Linked DNA regions of Columba livia: region 1 is linked to region 2. Evidence: chromatin contacts called from public Hi-C data. All regions are on one chromosome and are shown on one strand. Each heading gives the region's core, a stretch centred on a gene start, on an enhancer-like site or on the middle of the called end of the contact. The rest is flanking DNA. Distances are from core to core; before and after follow the strand shown. Region 1 overlaps UBE2O (ubiquitin conjugating enzyme E2 O). Region 2 overlaps PRPSAP1 (phosphoribosyl pyrophosphate synthetase associated protein 1).

The links. Hi-C and Micro-C count contacts between places; a contact is called where the count stands out from the background.
Region 1: a contact with region 2 is called in a Hi-C map of crop, with 3 times the contacts expected there. The contact joins two enhancer-like sites. A contact is called at or near these places in 2 of 2 Hi-C or Micro-C datasets (crop and liver).

The regions. Positions count from the first base shown.
Region 1 is chr18:6,112,135-6,117,241 of bColLiv1.pat.W.v2, forward strand. It overlaps UBE2O (ubiquitin conjugating enzyme E2 O), which reads right to left. Exons shown (of 18, transcript XM_065034642.1): 14 at 4,277-4,934; 15 at 3,250-3,386; 16 at 2,521-2,724; 17 at 1,782-1,839; 18 at 1-184. Among named protein-coding and RNA genes, the nearest start is that of SPHK1, 17 kb to the left of the region's middle. Within about 2 kb of position 2,302, at least 1 of the 3 cell types and tissues checked has an H3K27ac peak away from gene starts, as active enhancers do.
Region 2 is chr18:6,079,449-6,083,925 of bColLiv1.pat.W.v2, forward strand. It overlaps PRPSAP1 (phosphoribosyl pyrophosphate synthetase associated protein 1), which reads right to left. Exons shown (of 11, transcript XM_065034656.1): 3 at 3,725-3,777; 4 at 2,730-2,796. Among named protein-coding and RNA genes, the nearest start is that of PRPSAP1, 8.6 kb to the right of the region's middle. Within about 2 kb of position 1,348, at least 1 of the 3 cell types and tissues checked has an H3K27ac peak away from gene starts, as active enhancers do.

The DNA.
Region 1 (5,107 bases), core at 1,052-3,551, 34 kb after region 2:
AAATGCTCACGGATTTCGTGCTCAAAGACTTCGACCGGCCTGCGGAGCAGCTGCATCATGGACTGCACCACGCGGATCAGCGTCATCTCGTTGTAGCAGCGACTGTTCTCATAGCCCTCCTGGAGCCCCCGGTCGCTGTCAAAGCCTGCCTCGTTGTAGTAGGGCTCGTTCACTAGGATGAGACCTGCCAAGAGAAGGGGAGACCAAGGGGTTAAGGGAGAAACTTTACTGTGAATTGCCACCCGAGGCAGACATGGCTGGGCCCTGATGTCTGCCAAGGTGGTTGGGATTTGAGGGTCACAGCACCTCCCTGCTGAGCCATCACACCTTCACCCACAGATAGCAAGCAGGAGAAGGCACTGCAGGGAAGCCATGCTTTGGCTTTGAGCAGAGGCCAGGCTGAACAACCAGGAACCAGCCAGACCCACCGGACAGGTATTGCACAGGGAGCAGCCGTGTGAATGGGTCTGCGGCCTTCTGCTAGGGAGCAGGGATCTCGGATGCACCCGAGAGCGGCATTCAAGATCCTTGGCTGGCAAGAATAATCTTGAGCAGCGTGATGCAGAGGGCAAACACAGCAGAGGAGGTCAAAAGAGCAGGAGGGGAAGAGTTTCGCAGCTCCTCTCCCTTCCCTCCCCTCCTAACAAAAAAACCACAAATGCAAACACACCCAAAGCTTTTTTTCTTCCTCCTCTTACTCAGGACAAAGGCCAATCTTCATTAACAGGCTCTGAGCTGGCTGGGTCCTGTCCTACCCAGCACAGTCCCATCAGACAGTGCATTTCTGAGACAGTGAATGCTGTGACAAGTCACCCATGCCGAGCTTTCTCCTGCGTGCCCCTGGTCTAATGTAATTACACGTATGTGGTGGTGGCACCAGCGCTGCTAGGCTGCTGGCAGCCTGCCACCAACTGCATTAGAGCTGCTGGAGGTGAGATCATGAGTCCCTCAAAGCCCAGGCAGCAGAGAGGGAAAAGCAGATTTTTCAGTAGCACCATGTTGTTCCAGTAAAACATTTAGTATTTCGTTTTCTAAATTTGGATCCTCAGCTTTGTAAATCAGAAAAGGCTTTCCTTGTCCTGTCGTTCCCTCACTGGAGGATACGGGTGGACTGTGGGTTGAGGGAAGCAGGAGTCGCCTGCTGACAAAGGCAGGAGCCTTTGCTCTGTGTCAAAGGTTTCGCAAGTCACATGTCTGGGCTCCCTGCATAGAAAGTTGGCCTTGAGGAAGAGATTTGATTTAGTCTGCGCTCAAACTAGATATGGCAGGGGAAGCCCTATGGCAGGAAGCCCTGTGGCTGGTCTAGACACACCCCTGATTATTCTCTGCTTCAGAAGGAGCATAAACACGATCATGTACAAAAACATGCCCAGTGAAGGATGGGCGGGTGACTCAGCGAGGATAAAAAGCAGTCCTGCGACTGAAGCCTGGTTCAGCAACTTCAAGTGCCTTCAGTAACTGGCTCAGGACACAGTGGTTCACCTTTGTCAGCTCAGAATAACAAGTAAAACAGCTCTGTGCTTCGCTGCCACAGTGAGAAGGGGGAAAGCATTGTGTCAGAGACCTGGGATGCAGCCAAAAATCAGGGCATGAGAAAATCTTGCACCTGCTCCAACTGAAGAACTGGAGAGATAAGGACACTGCTTTGTCCAGCAAGGTGACAGCAAAAGGCAGCACTAACCCACTGGGGTGGCAGATCCCAATTGCGTCCCTGCTCATAAGCCTGCATCTCATCCTCCACCTGCCTTTTCCTGTCCCACAGGCTCTGCAGGAGCATTTACCTTGGATGGAGATGAGTACTTGCAGGAGGCTGGATTTACTGGTCCACCTTTCTGTCCCCTGAAATGCACATGCAAACATGTTAGTTAAAGGGTTGAAGCACAAACAAATTGCTCTGTGGTAACTGTCAGATGAAGTGAGGCCCCAGCTTTTCTGCATTCCTGTCACTGTGGCTCGCACCAGGAGCAAGGGACTGACTCAACAAGCACATGATGTGCTAGTGTCCATTGTACCATTCCATCTCCCCATGACTTTTCGGCAGCACCACACCCCATCAGGCCAGTTCTGCCTGAAACACTGTAACCCCACACACCAGACACCAGTTCCAGCCCCTCCCCAGCTGCCCAAACACAGCATATCCCTGGCTCTGTTTCATTTAAAGTCTCCAGCTGAACTTTGTGCCACAGTACATGATTTGGCTGTAGTGTGGGAGACAGGGACCCAAACCACAGGAGAAAACCTATGCTGGTGTTGGCATCTCTGCACTGTTCAACCAAGACACAGCCTGGCTTGGCTGACCAGAGGCTTCTTGTCAAGGAAGGACAGACAAGAGACAAATACAGTCCCAGAAGAAGCCAAACTGCACCAGATACATCCAAACCAAACCCAGAGCTAACCCCAGCCCAATCACCACCTGAGACCAGAAGCCACCCAGGGCTCTCAGCCTGGTAGGAAGCGGCTTGTTCCAAAATCAGCCTGGCACAACCACCGCTTCCCACAGACAAGGGAATGAAGCGTTACCTTGCCTATCCATGTCCCCAGGAGGCTGACACACACTTTGCCATTGTCGTACAGGTTGGGATTCAGTCTCCCGCTGCACTGGGAGAGGTAGCGGAAGAGAGGTGGGACAGCGGGGTAGATGTTGGGAAGCTGGATATCGAAGAGGAAGAGGCCATCTTCATAGGGTGTGCGTGTGGGGCCTTTTATAAGTGCTGAGAAGAGGTCCTGTGGAGAGAGGCAACAGAAGCCAGGACTGTGAAATGTCCTCTTACCTTGTCAGGGTTGTATTTACATAGAGGGAGAGAGGGGATGCGATTAACTCAGCCCTTGCAAGAGTTAAAGCAAGAAGTTGCACTTTTTCTGTGGCGTGGTGGCATTCCAAGCCTTCCAATCTTTGATTCCACAGGCTGAAGGAGGGCTTCAGCAGACAGCCAGCAATCCCCCCAAGCCGCTCTCTGCTTACACCAGCCCCTTGCAGGCTGTCTGCCTTTCCTGCTCGGTGGGACAGGCAGCACGGCGAGCAAAGCACCCGAAATAGGCTTTCCGCAATGAGGAGCTCACCATTGTTTGTCACTGTGGCTTGGGGAATGCGAAACCAGCCGTTTACGGTAATTACAGCCATATTTCACATTCCGCACGCATTCCCACGGCTCTAATGCAAAGGATTAAGGCTAAGTAGGGAATTCCAAAACAAGCAATCTGGATGCTGAGCCCAGCACTACCACACAGGCGTCTGAGAGCGACACTTGCCATTCGATCCTCAAAGGTTTTAACCATGATGCCATCGGGCAGGGAGGTGGCCAGGAGAGCCATCTCTTTCCGCACAGTGCTAAAGAACTTCTTTGCTTCTGGAGGCTGGAATTCCATTTTCTTGAAGGCATGGCTGTCTGTGGGGCAGGAAGGAGAATGGGATTAATGTCAGCCTTTGGGAACTCCCACAGGTTCCTTGGGAAGGCAAATTTATCTGTGTGTTAAACCTATAATTTGGAAGAGAAGAGCTGACTTGCTTTGGTGCTGAGCCAGGAGGCAGTCTAGAGATTATTTAGTTTTTCCCACACTGCACAGCAGCCACAACCTGCATCTCCTGTTCTCCTGGTCCCACACAACACTGTCCCCATGCCCCACAAGGAGCCCTGTCCCACAGCCAGGACACCACCACATTGCACAGACTCTTTATGCAAAGCCTAAGCATAGCTCCCCATCTTCATTTATATACATCTGCAGGTTTAAAATAGTTGGGCCATCTTCTCAGATCTGGCCCAGCTACCTGGCTCACCGAGCACCTTGGGCTCTGCTGTCACCACACAAGCAGATGCTCTCTGTTATTTTTGGCTCATTAACATTGGCGCAAGTGAACAAGGACACTCACCCACCAAGGACACCCAGCACAAGAACACCAGCTGTTCCTGCTCTGCTTCTCAACCAATCCATCCCTGCAAAAAAGCCTGAAGAAACCCTGCAGCTTTCCAGAAATTATCCACAATGGATATCAACTGATGTCCACAGCCCTCCAAAGTTATTTCCAACATGGACAAATGGGAAGTCTACTTCTGTGGCTTGAGAAATTATGGTAGTGCCTACAGATGCCATCTAAAAGCCACATTTAAGTCCCAGAACAGATTGTGCTACAGAACTTAATTTTTCCTTCCCAGTTAACGAGCTGTGAAAAGGAGTAGGAAGAAGATAAGAAACTCAGTCTAAAAGGCCTAAAAGCAAGTGTTTTGGAGAAAGAGGAACACAGCAGGACAGCAATGAATGGCAGACCTGGCACGCTCACCTGGGGCATACTCCAACACAGAGAAGACTTCTCCCTTGGCACTGGTGAAGGTGACGCCAGGTTTGCCTCCACTCTGCTGGCAGAGCACTGGTGTCTCACTGGGCCACTCTGACCTCACGGGTGTCTGTGCTTCTGCTTTTTCTTCTTTCTTCTCTGTCTCCACCATGGCTTCCATCTTTTCCTCCTCTGCAATAGCCACATTATCCAAAGTCTTCTTTAGATTTTCCTGCAGTTTTTTAATATCGTCCAAGAACTTCTTCTCCCGAGTGGGTTTTTCCAGCTCCACAGTTGGGGAGGTGGGAGAGCCAGTCAGCAGCTGCTCCACAGTCATGTTTTTCAGGCTTTCCAAGATCTTGATGGCCTCCTTTAGCTCCCGGAAGCTCTTTGGGGCTCCGTCCTTGCCAGCTTTCTCTGCAGCAAGATCCGCAACTGCCATAGCCACAGCTCCCTGTACTTGTTCCTCCACTTTTTTCACCTCCTCTGCTGCCGGCTCCTCAGGCTCTAACTCCTCAATTTTTGGGTGGTCGTCTTCCATGAGGCCATTGTCTGTCTCCCAGCTGTCGCTTTCATCCTCCCACTCAGAGGATGCCCCGCTGGTGCTGCCGTCAACAGAATCGTAGTCTGACTCCTCAATTTCTGATTCTATGTTGTATAAGTGCTAGAGGAGGGTTACAAAAGACACCAGAGTAGTTAGGTTTAAACACAGTGTTTTTCCTCCCCAACACAGGCAAGTCAGTTCTCCCCGTGAAAAGGGAGCTCCCAGCTAGAATTTGTCGGGCTGTTTCAACTTCTTCCATCTATACAAAGTGGACTGTGTTTGATCCAAACGAT
Region 2 (4,477 bases), core at 98-2,597:
CCTTCATCATCATAACAAAAAGGGCGTTTTTTCAGTTATGTTGGAACAAATGTCACTTCATGCAGCGCATTTTGAAATAAAATAGTCTTTTAAAGAAGCAGCACACATGCAGCCAATGCAACTTCACCCACACTGGATTTATTGGGGTATTTTTATTCTTAACAATGTAAGGCAGGTTATTTTTCCTGCCTTAAGAAATACTGCATTCTGGAGCAGTACAAACTCCAGACACATCATTTTGATGGAGGTCAGCATCTCCACACTAGCTAGCTAGCTATCTAGATGGAACTATCTATCTAGAGATGGAACAACAGCATAGTAAATGCTAAATGACTTTTACTTGCAAGAAAAATAAAAACAAGCAATGTTGGCAGAACATATCTACAGACCACAGCAAGGAATACACATAAAACCCCATTTTCAGTTAGCTTGACAATCATGGCTGAAGTGGCCCTGCAGGAGCGTGTTAATCTGTACCTGAATTCATTGTGGAAAAAAACCAAGCCCTTTTAGCTCCTCAAAACCAAGAGACACTGTCTGCATCCTCACAGACTGACTCGAGACCATTTGGGAACTGAAGAACATCCACTTCAGATGAGACAGAGGGACAGAGAACCCTCCCACAGCACAGATGCCCTTGCTTGGGCACTCCACGTCCCCAGCGTGGTCCCCAGGAGGGTCACACGGGGGTGGCTCAGCCCCGGAGGTGACGGAGCAGGGCTGACGGGGGCATCTTTCCCCAAGCAGCAAAGGAATAAACAGCACAGAGCAGCTGAAAGACGCTCGAGGACCCGTTTTCCTCCTGACCACTGGGGAAGGCTTCCCGCAGAGCTCAGATACCGTTTCCCGAGCCTCCGTTTGTGTGTGACCCGTGACAAACCTCTAACCATCCCCATTTCTCCACCAGTCCCCTCCCTTCAGAAATCAACCTCCATTTGTGTCTCTTCAGCTGTGAGTGCCCCGGGTCTCTGCTCTCCCGCTGCCCCCAGCCCTCACGCACAATGTTGTTTGCACACAAGAAAGCTTTGTTAGCTCCGAAGCACCAAGCCAAGAATTACATAAAACAAAGCCCCTGCCACGTAGGACAACGAGCAGACAAAGAGCCACTTCTTCCCTTTGGTGTTTTAGCTGTGCCAGTGGGGCCGGAGAGAGGAAAAAGATACTGCTATCAGTGTTGTGTAAAAACAAAGTGGCCAAGTTTAAGCCTATTTAAAGGTCATCCAAGAAATTCAATATTTTCCATCACTATTTTTCAAATTACATTAAAAAAAATGCATGCATATATATTTTTTCACATGGAAAACAGATAGAGAACCAGACTGCTCCTGGGAGAAAGTGTTACCACTGATTTCAAAGGGCACCAGCAGTCCTGGTGCTGCTGTGGGATGCTGGCAGCTACGCTGATGGAGAAGTTACTGGAGGAGAAAAACTACTTTGATTTTCTACAGTCTAAACATGAGCCATTTGGTTTTCACTCATATGAATGCTTGTCCACACACCAACAGTCCTGGATGATACTTGTCTTTGTCACTGGTTTAGTTGTGCTGTAGGTTTTTTGGACAGGGAGCTTCTATCAAATATCAAATACTCAGGTCTTTCTGTTCTCTCTCTGTGCATTTAGGATGCAGGCTGAGATTCACACTGCAGCGTGACAAGGTTGTTTAGCTCTCTACTCCTTTCCTACCAAGTCCTAATATTTTGTTTCCTTTTCAAACTGCTACCGAGCACAGAAGTCCAGTCCTCAGATTAATCAACACAGTTGTTGTTTTTATTCTCCTGCAAAGCTCCCTGAAACCCACAGCAAAACGGAGATGCCCTTGAACCTGTCCTCTGGAGCAATGCAGCAAGGCACAGCTGCAGCTTAAGAATAAAAGATTACTTAGCTGCACAACAGTGGCTCCTCGCCTGGAGGATCCTGAACATTTTGGCTAAAAACGACCCATTTCTTAGCCCATATCACTGAATTCAGCTTACGAAAAAACAAGGGGATCAACAAATTAAAACCAGGGGAGGTTTTCTCCTCCCAAAACTATTGCTGTCCCTAATACTGCAAGTTATCACTCTGAATACCTTCTCTGTTTCTTGCTTACACGGCTCTCAGTTACAAATGATTTCAGAGAGCTCTCTCACAACACACAACACCATGGCACTATTCACACAAAACATAAACCTGATTCAGTGGGTCTCCATCTTGCAGTGATTTGCTTGCTCCCCGAGGGAGGAAACACTTGGAGCATCTCTCTGGAGAGAGATGAGCTCTAGGAAAATGTCTCAGCCTGCAAGAGGAACCCCAGAGGTGAGCAACCTGATCTTGTGGTCCGACTGATTTCTTTAACAAGAGGCCAAGCATTACAAATAGGGAATAAACTTCAATTCTCACCGGGCTCTATTTCTTCAGCAAGAAAAAAAATGTCTTTCCAGGGTATTCTGCTGTCTGCCTGAGCTCTGGTACTTACTAGTTTTTGTGACCACCAAAATCTGAGCAGAATTTGGTCACCTGAAAAAGGCACCAGAGCAGGAATATCCTTGTTTTGCTAACTGTGCAAAAGACGTTCTATCAATACCTCATCTCTGAAAACAGCATCTCTCCTGTTCATAGCTGGTCACTTTGCAGTTATCATTTGTGTACAGGCTCCCTTCTACTAGCTTGGCTAATGGTGAGAAAACCTATCGAACCATCTGTGAACCAGAAATTCAAAGCATATCACAGCTGTAAAACCGTTCCTTACCTGGGGATTGTCTGTATAATGAAGATATCCTGTCCCCGGACAGATTCTTTTATTTCAACTCTTGTTTCTGAAGGGGATTGAAAGGACAGTCAGTTTTGTTTCCAAACATCAGGCTTACCGTGATAACACAGGATAACTCCGCTGAAAGCACAGTGACGTGCTGTGCAGCAAAGCACTTCAGACCTTGTAGCAAGCAACCCGATTTACAGCTAACCCCAAAGGGGGGTGAGCTCACACTGGCACGAACCCAACACCAACCCGACCATCACCAGAGCAGCTTTCACACCGTGTGGCCCGTTCTGGCTGCAAGAGCCGCAGCACTACCATAAATCCTCATGCCAAGCAAACACCGTTTCTAGCCCTTCCTCTCACCCATATCAGCTCTCTGGTTCTAGTCTCTTGCAAACACAATAATTGATGTCTCGAAACAGTCAATGACTCTTAGCCAGTGAACCCCATTAGCCAGTATCCTTGTGTTTTAGCCCAGCATCTCAAAACAGACACCTCCTACGTTTAAAGACGACAGCAAGCTGCAAGAGGCACGCTCCCCAGCACAGCCCTGAATCCGTGCTCTTTAAGGCAAGAAGACAAGTCCTTGCTAGGGCAGCTGTAAGCTGTTTGTGGCAGGGGAGGGCTGGAAGAAGAGGATCCTGTAAAAGTTTGCAAGGCAGACACTTAGAAAGCAGGCCATTGCTTTTAAACCTGGGAAATGTCTTGCTAAGCACAAGGGCGTGTAAGATCCTCTAGCAGCTAAGACCCAAGGTAGGACCCTCCTTTAGAGGAGAATCAGCTGATGGGCAAACAAGACAACAGGAAAACAAGAAACACATTTAATTGCTTTGTCCAAGGTCAGACATGGAGCTTTAGCACTGCCAGTCGCAGCAGGAGCAATCACAGCTGAATCGCTGCACTTATTCAAGAGGTTTGGCAGAAGGAGCTACCCGGTATTTCTAAGATTACCTCAAACAGTTGCAAATAGTAAAGATTCCTCTTACCTCCATTGGTTTCCTGGTACACCACAGATTTCCCCAGCTCAGCACCTAGACGCCTGGAGAGAAATAAGAAAATGAGGAATGGAAGAACCCAGCAGTTCTTCCAAACCAGAGATGTGACCAAACATTACACACCAACAAACCACAGCACTGCCTAGCAGGGAGCAGAGCGCCCCAGGCAGGCTGCAGAACCACACAGCCGCCCCTTCCCTGGGGTCTCCCTCACCCCAAGGGCCCTGGGACAGACCCCGGGACATGTTCCTCTGTAGCAGGTCAATGCCAGTCCTCGTATGACTGATCATAAGCTGCGATTCCTGATGGCAAAGGACATCTTGCCATCAATGCCACCTTAGGTGGATCTGCTGTGGAGCTAAACATTAATGATTTAGTCAGACTTGATTAATGGCAACTGAGTCACTTTTTTGACTCCCACGTCTTTCTTCTCCCCCCCCCCCCCCCCCCCGCCTTCCAAAATAATTCAAGTCGTAAACTTCAAAAAGCTTACTCATTTTTTCAAATTACTCCTTCCTACTCTCAAATGTCAAACCTACAACATTCATCACAACAAAGATTACAGTCACTCACCTTTTTATTTCTTATATAAGAAATACTCCTTTTGAGGAGGATTTTAAAAGGCTCCAAAAGGCAGACTATTCCCTCAGGTGATACTTCTATATTTAACTGTACTGACAAGTAATCCATTAGTATTTTCACTCCAAAATACCTTTGTTCAACACGTTGATTACGGCGGCAGTT